Linked DNA regions of Macaca mulatta: region 2 is linked to region 1. Evidence: chromatin contacts called from public Hi-C data. All regions are on one chromosome and are shown on one strand. The core of a region is the stretch at or near the end of the contact, and the rest is flanking DNA. Distances in the headings are between cores, read along the strand shown. Region 1 holds the start of USP7 (ubiquitin specific peptidase 7). Region 2 holds the start of HAPSTR1 (HUWE1 associated protein modifying stress responses).

Region 1 (3,825 bases), core at 632-3,131:
ATAAGTTATACAGAGGGGAACACCAGTCGCGCTTAAGTGTTCCCACCAACCGGTGTGCAGCGCCCCACACTTGGAGCCACCGCACAGGACTAAACACTGCTTTTCCTGAGCTCCCCTGGAGCTTCATTCATTGACGCAACCCAAGATCCCTTGCTAAAAGTAAAACTAGAATAAAGCATTCCACGCCCTTTTCATTCAGGTGGCCTCCATTTGACTCCTGACAGCCTGAACCCGTCACGTAGGTAAGAAAACTTTTTAAAGACCATTCGGACTTTGCTTTGTTTCAGTGGAATGGGCCAGGAGAAAAAGTGCCTTCCAATGACCAACTCCGTAAATCCAACACCCTTCTCTTTACAGTGTTCTTTACATCCAACCTTTATAACCAAGACTCTATACCTCAAACTACAGTGCCCTGGAAAATTACTGCCACATCGGCAGAAAACCGAGTTACCTTTCGAGTCAGGTTTGATTCTGATGCAGGCAGCCATGTGCGGCGGGGCTTTCGCACGGCTGCAAGCGCACACCTGGCCGGATGCTGGCTGCACCACACACTGCCAGGTACCAAACTCCCAGAAAAACAGGTGGATTCGGAAACCAACAGCGCCCGGATCAGAACTCTGGGCCAGCCCAAAGCCTGACAACATCTGCGTTCCTTGCAGGTGTTTTAGAATGTAAGCCCGACGCTAGGCAGTGCTGTTAGAAAGTGATTTGGAGGAGCGCTTCCGAGCCACGGCGCGCCCTCCGGGGGAGCGCACCGGAGCAGGTGCGGGCGAGCCCCGCGCCCGGGGAGATCAGGAGTTCCCCAGCCAGACCAGATCCAACCGGACGCCCCAGAACCGGGACGGTCCCCGGAGCCCGCCTCCCAACCTGGGTGAGAAAACACCTCCGTCCCTCCGCGGCCGGAGCGTTCGAATTTTACAACTCTGGGCGCTTTGTGCCGGGGAGGCCCGGCGAACGTGTGGTCGGGACAATGCACGGGGCCGAGGCCCCGGCGGCCGCCCCTCACCCGCGGACCCGGCATGACTTTGCAGCCTCGCCGGGCCGGGGCCGGGAGGCCAGGCCGAGGCCCGGCGGCCGCCCGGGGCCTGGTTAAAGATGGCGAGCCCCTCGCGTGGCTCCCGCGGCTCCCCCGGCCACAATGAAAGGCGCCCCCCGGCCCCGCCGCGGCCGGCCCGCGGGTCTCACCTTCCATCTCCATGTCCTCGGGCTCGCTCAACTGCTGCTCGCCCGCTTTCTGCTGCTGCTGCTGCTGCTGGTGGTTCATGTCGGCCGCGGCCTGGGCCTCGCCTGCGGCCGGGGGCCGGGGCTGCGAGCCCGGCTGGCGGGCGGCGGCGAGCCGGGGCGGCGGCGGCGGCGGCGGCGGGGCGGCCTCCTCCTCCTCCTCCCGCGCGTCGTCGGCGGCGGCGGCCCCGGGGCGGCCCGCGGCGGGCGGCGGCGGCGGCAGGGAGACGCGCACGTACTTGCTCGCGATTCGCCCAATCTCGGCGCCGAGGCGGGCGGGCGGCCGGCGGGCCGGGCCGGGCGGCCTTGTCGCTCGCTGCGGCCGCCGCCGCCGCCGCCGCGGGGCCCGCCTCCCGCCGCCGGGGCCCGGGCCGGGGCTGCGGGGCTGCGGGCCGGCCGGGGGCGGAGGGCGGCCGGGCGGGGGCCGCGGAGTCAGCCCCGCCTCGGGCCGGGCGCGGCGGGCGGGAGGCCTGGCCGGCCGCGGCGGGCCTGCGGGCCCTGGGGCCGGCGGGAGCGGCGGCGCGGGCGGGCGACGGGCCGGCCGCGTTCCGAGAGCCGCGGCCTCCGCCTCCTCGGCGTCGTCGTCGGGGCTCCGGCAGCGGACGCGGCGCCCGGCAGCTCGGCTCGGCTCGCTCTCAAAATGGCGGCGGCGTGAAATGTCACATCCGCATGGGGGGCCGCGGAGCGAGCGAGCGAGCGAGGAGAGCTAGCGGGCGGGCGCCGAGCCGGAGGGCGGAGCGGGAGCGGAGGGCGGAGCACGGGAGGCGGAGCAGGGAGCGGCCCGCCTGCCGCCGCCGCCGCCGAGGCCCGCCCGCCCCGCAGCGCCGCGTCCCGGCGCCGCCTGCCCCTCAGTCCCGAGGCGGACCCTCGGCGCTCGCTGCCCCCGGGCCGTGGGGGCCGAGGCGGGACGCCTGGTGACTTAGCCCTGCGGGGGTGGTCCGGAATCCTCCCCATCGTGGGGAACTGGACAGCCCGAAAGACCCAGGAGCGGCAACGAGGAGGTGCCCAGAAGCCACCCGGCGGCCGTGGTTCAGGTCCCAGCCGGGCCCGCCGGGGCGAGCGCCGGAGGTTGCCCAGGGACTGCTCGGGATAGGGCCCGGAAGGGAGCCTGGGGTCAGCGCCTAGAAGTTCCTGTTGTTGTCGTTATTTACCCTCGCCCGCTGACCTGCACTTTTTCACCCAGTATCTACCGTGGAAGAATTTATTTTCTCACTGTCAGCCTAATCTGGCAAAGTTTGGCTCCTTAAGAGCAACCCCAGGCGGGACGCAGCTTCTCACACCTGTGATCCCAGCAGTTTGGGAGGCCGAGGCGGGAGGGTCACTTGAGGCCAGGAGTAAGAAACCACCCTCTCTACAAAGTTTTTGGTTTTTGTTTTTATATTTTTGAAATGTATTTTTAATTAGCCGGGTGTGGTGCCTCGCGCCTGTAGTCCCAGCTACTTGGGAGGCTGAGGCTGGAGGTTCACTTGGGAGGTTGACTGAGGCTGCAGTGATCCAAGATAGTGCCACTGCACTCCAGCCTGGGCAACAGAATGAGACCTTATCTCAACTAATGATGATAACAAAATAATAATATAAAAATAAAACAAGCCCACTACCCCTCACATTTGGCATTATTTCCTTCCTATCAACCCAGTCTGGGATTATTCACCCGGGGTCTCCCTATTTCAGGAGACATTCAGTGAATGTATCTCCTGTCCTGTCTCATCCAGTCATTGACAGACTGATGATTAGGGTCTCAACTCTTCCAGTTAATCAAGGTAGTGTGGGTCAATAAAAATGGAGCAAACCGATGTACATTTCTACACATCTCAGGGGAGAATGGAATTTCGCCCTAACAAGGCCAGAAGATTGTGGTACCTGTCTTCCTCTCCATCTCCCTATACCCGCTTTCTCTGCGTTTTTCTCCAGTTTATGTACTGTTCATCTCCCCGCCCCCCAAAAGAATGTTCTGCTCACTGTTGTATCACAAATGCCTGGGATACACAGCAAGTGCTTAATAAAAATTAGTTGGGCCAGGCGCAGTGGCTCAAGCCAGTAATCTCAGCACGTTGGGAGGCCGAGGTGGGCGGATCACCTGAAGTCAGGAATCCGAGACCAGCCTGGCCAACATGGTGAAACCTCATGTCTACTAAAAATACACACAAAAAAATTAGCTGGGCATGGTGGCGTACGCTTGTAATCCCAGCTACTCAGGAGGCTGAGGCAGGAGAACTGCTTGAACCCAGGAGGTGGAGGCTACAGTTAGTTAATCATACCCTTGCACTCCAGCCTAGGCAATAGAGCGAGATTCCATCTAAAATAAATAAATACATAAAGAAATATTGGTTGAATGGGCCAGGCACGGTGGCTTACGCCTCTTATGCCAGCACTTTGGGAAGTTGAGGCAGGAGGATCGCTTGAACCCAGGAGTTGGAGAGCAGCCTGGGCAACATAGGGAAACCTAATCTGAATCAGCCAATCAATTAATCAATCATTCAATCAAATGGTTGAATGAACATATGATTCAAGTGTGACTGGATCCCCCCCTCACCAGCATTTCATACACTTGAAGATTTCCCACCAGTGAATTTCCTGCCAGACCACAGAGGTGAGCAGGGGAGA
Region 2 (3,825 bases), core at 463-2,962, 130 kb after region 1:
GTTTTCTTGCAAAGCTGCCTTGCTCTGTGCAAGCGCACTGTCGCACGCTGCGGGCAACACGGCCCCTGGCCGGCCCCCTCCGCGGCTCCAGGCCGGCTGGTGCCTGCCGTGGGCCTGTAGGTGGGGATGGTGGGTTTTGCCTCTATGCGGTCACCGCCTGTCTGCGTCGCTGCCTTCTGGCCTCAGATCCGGGAGAAAGTCCCGGTAGGGTAGGGGGGCGCGCAGCCTCAGGGGCGCCCAGCTATTGCGCGCTGCTGGGGAGCAGGGGCGGGCACCGCGCTCTGCACCGCCATGCGGGTTCCGGCCGGGGGAGGCAGGGGCCGGTGCGTGACGCGAGGCGTGCACGTGGCCGGGAGTGTGCTTTTCGGGACAGGTGCGGGTGCCGCCGCGGGCGCCAAGGCGCAGACGCGTGCGGGCACCCGGCAGCCTGGGCAGTCGGGTTATCCTCGGCTCCGCGGGCGGCTGCCTCTTGTCCACCGGGAAGGCGCAACGACCTCGGGGACGCCAGGGCGCAGGGGCAGCTGAGCCGACTTCGCAACTCTTAAGTTTTTCTTTGGCTCTGTTGCTCGATTTGCCCATCTAAGAAATGGGACTCTGGGCCGGGCGCGGTGGCTCAAGCCTGTATTCCCAGCGCCTTGGGAGGCCGAGGCGGGAGGATTGCTTGAGGCCAGGAGTCTAGACCTGGACAACGTAGCAAGACTCCTTCTCAAAGGGAAAAAATAAATGAAGTGGGGGGGCACTCAAAAGAATCGGAAAGTGCTTTGCAAACTTGGACACGAGTCGGGCGTTTTATTCACTTTCTCTACTCCCCTCCTCCCTTTGGGAGCCCCAGGGGCTGGAGTAAGCACGCTACCACCCACTACACCTCTCAATGCCCGCGGCACAGTAGTCGCACTCGATTTTGCATCCCCCAGGGCCTGTAAACGCCGGAAAAGCTCCCGCGGGGTGCGGTCGCTGGGCCTGGTCACGTGATCCCCACTCGGCGCCCCGGAGCTCGGGGGCAGCGAGCAAGTGCGCATGCGCATCCCTTCAAGCTCTTCCTCCCCACCCCCACCGGCTACCTTGGCTCGGACGCAACCACTGTCAGGTCCTCCCCCTCCTCCCTCTTCATCCTTCCTGACATTCACTCCCTTCCCCCAGCCACTTGGTTACGTCAGGCAGACAGGCCGAAGAACCAATCACGGTGCTGTGCTCAGAAGCCGGCACGCGGAACCGGTCTGATCCGACTAATAGGGGCCCTTGGAGCGGCCACGCCCCAACCGGGCAGGGGAGCTCGGGCCCAGTGGGCGGTGCTTCTCCAGTCAGCATGTGGGCGGGGTAGGGCGGGGACCAGCAGCCGCAGAGGCGTCCTCCGCGGCGGCGACGACGACGTTGCTCAGTCTTTGGGGTGGGCTCAGCGGTGCAGGCCGGGCTGCGCGGAGGGCTCGGCGGTCAGCGGCGGCGGCGGCAGTTGGGAGGCCGCAGCGTCATGGGGGAGCGTTAGACAGGCTGCGGCGGGGGAGGCGAGGGGCGGCAGCGGTCATCTGGTCCGCGGCGACCTCGGCGGGGCCCGGGGGGTGGGAAGGCCTGGGGCGGGGGTCGTCCCTGGTTGCACGGGGCCGCGGGGCGGGGCTCGCCGGCCGTCGGGGTGCAGGAGGCCTGGGCCGCTGAGAGGAGGAGGCGCCGCCGGCCGCCGGGCCCTGCCGCCGGGCCGCTTGACGACGACGCTCCCGCGGGGGCCCCGCCTGAGGAGGACGCGGCGGCGGCGGCGGCGAGGCCGCGGGAGGCCGCGGAGGATGGAGGAGCGGAAGGAGGAGGGCGAGGCCGAGATCCAGGAGCACGGGCCCGAGCACTGGTTCTCCAAGTGGGAGCGGCAGTGCCTGGCCGAGGCCGAGCAGGACGAGCAGCTGCCCCCAGAGCTGCAGGAGGAGGCAGCGGCCGCCGCGCAGCCCGAACACAAGCAGCAGAAGCTGTGGCACCTCTTCCAGAACTCGGCCACCGCCGTGGCCCAGCTCTACAAAGGTGAGGCCGCCGCCGCCATCTTGGTGCCGCTTGGCCGCCCCCGCCCGGGCCCGGCCCTGTCGGCTCGGCTGCCGCTTCGGGGGGCCGCTACGGCGGCGGCCCCGGGGGTCCCGTCCGGTGGCGCCGCGGCTCTGCCGCCCCCTCCCCGCAAGATGGCGCCGTGGGAGGGAGGCCCGGGGTTGGGGGGGCAGGCCAGGGCCGGCGTCGGGGGAGCCCCGCTTTGCGGTCGTCCGAGGGTCCCCGCTCTCCGGGCCCGGCCGCCCGGTGTCCCCCTCGGCCCGGAGAGGGGAGGGGAGGAGCCCCCGTCACAAAATGGCGAAGGGAGACGGCGGGGCGGCCCCATTGTGCCCTGAGCCGGCCTCGGGGCGGGGACTGCGAGGGGGGCGCCTCCCTGCGCCGCGACTTGTCCCTGATCTGAGCCCCTGAGGCCTGCGGCATCCCCTTCTCCCCGCCGCGACCCCCCTGCCCCCCGGTCCTCACACTGGGTTTGGGATCCCGAAACCCTTGAACAAAATGGCGAAACCTAATATGGCCGTTCCGGAGTGATTGACGCCCAAATAACATTCTTGTTCTGTTTCTTTTTCTATGTGTGTTTCTTTTTTCTTTCTTTTTTTTTTTTTTGGTTTGCTTTTCAGACCGAGTGTGTCAGCAGCCAGGACTTTCTCTCTGGGTCCCCTTCCAAAACGCAGCCACCGCCGTCACCAACCTCTACAAAGGTAAAGATAACCTTGCTGCATTGCCGATTCAGGGAAGGGCCGCTTGCGTCAGGGTGTCTCCCCTGCGTTCCAAGTGTGTTTTCTGCTCCCCAGCCCAGCTGCTAACCTAGAATACCTTGCAACTTGAGAATCCCGGCGGTGCTCTAGCTAGATCCACCGGAGGCAGTTTTGACACCCCTCAGGACAGATGGCAACGCCTGGGGACGTTTTTGGTTGTCTTCTCCTAGAGGGGGCTGTTGTTGGCACCCAGTGGATGGAGGCTGCTGAAGGTCCTGCAGTGCCCAAGATAACACCCCCGGCCCCCTCAGCGAAGAATTATCCTGTCTCTTAAGTCAGTAGTGCTCAGGTTGAGAAGCCTTGAGCTGGGAGACGCTGAGCCTTGCTTCCCACTGGAAAAGACGTTGAGGGAAGAAAAGAGTTGATGTTTTTTGTACTACAGTCGGAGGTGGGACGAACTGTATGGAAAAAATTCTTGAGTTAGGCATTTGAGAGCGTGGCAGTGTATGTAGTTTTGAAGTGCTTGAAAGCTTGCTAATCGGTCATCTGCGTGCATGTTAACGTGCTGCTCTTTTCTAGCATTTCATCACGTGTTTTCTGTCAAAACGATTCTATGTCTGATTATTATGAGTTGCTGGCAGGAATTCTATTGAGGGTTTTGAGTTGATAGATTTGTGTTTTATGGTGGTTCCTTTCTGGAGTTAATCCACCCTTTGTGATGACATGAAGATATGTAAGTAAACGTTCTTGACCATTGTGCTTTCTTGGTAACGGTGGGTTTAGATTTTGTGCCTTACTGATTTTGAAGACTGAGAAATTTGAGGTTGAATTTTTGTTTTGTTTTTGGCAAGGTTTTTATGGAAAAAGGATTATGACTTTGTTAATCTTAAGAAAAACGTAATTAAATGCTTTCAAACTTTTAAGAGTTGCTCAGAACAGTAATGGAATTTTGTGCATTTCAAACATACCGGTATAGGTTGAAACGGGCTATGAAGCTGCTGCGTGACTTTCAAGTTTTAATTTTTGTGTAAGAATGTGCAAATGGCCGCTGCATCTTGTAGGAAAAATATTTCTTATTGTGAGATTTCTTGAGTAGACTACAGTTTTTTGG

The links. Hi-C and Micro-C count contacts between places; a contact is called where the count stands out from the background.
Region 2: a Hi-C map of fetal cortex germinal zone shows a contact between it and region 1, with 2.3 times the contacts expected there. The contact joins the promoter of HAPSTR1 here to the promoter of USP7 in region 1. A contact is called at or near these places in 2 of 14 Hi-C or Micro-C datasets (cortical neurons and fetal cortex germinal zone).

The regions. Positions count from the first base shown.
Region 1 is chr20:10,178,103-10,181,927 of T2T-MMU8v2.0, forward strand. USP7 (ubiquitin specific peptidase 7) reads right to left here and starts at 1,882. Exons shown (of 31, transcript XM_015125591.3): 1 at 1,186-1,882. The coding sequence starts at 1,264. It overlaps LOC144337770 (a long non-coding RNA gene), which reads left to right and starts at 690. Exons shown (of 3, transcript XR_013411264.1): 1 at 690-871.
Region 2 is chr20:10,312,311-10,316,135 of T2T-MMU8v2.0, forward strand. HAPSTR1 (HUWE1 associated protein modifying stress responses) reads left to right here and starts at 1,713. Exons shown (of 4, transcript NM_001194229.2): 1 at 1,713-2,001; 2 at 2,637-2,717. The coding sequence starts at 1,776.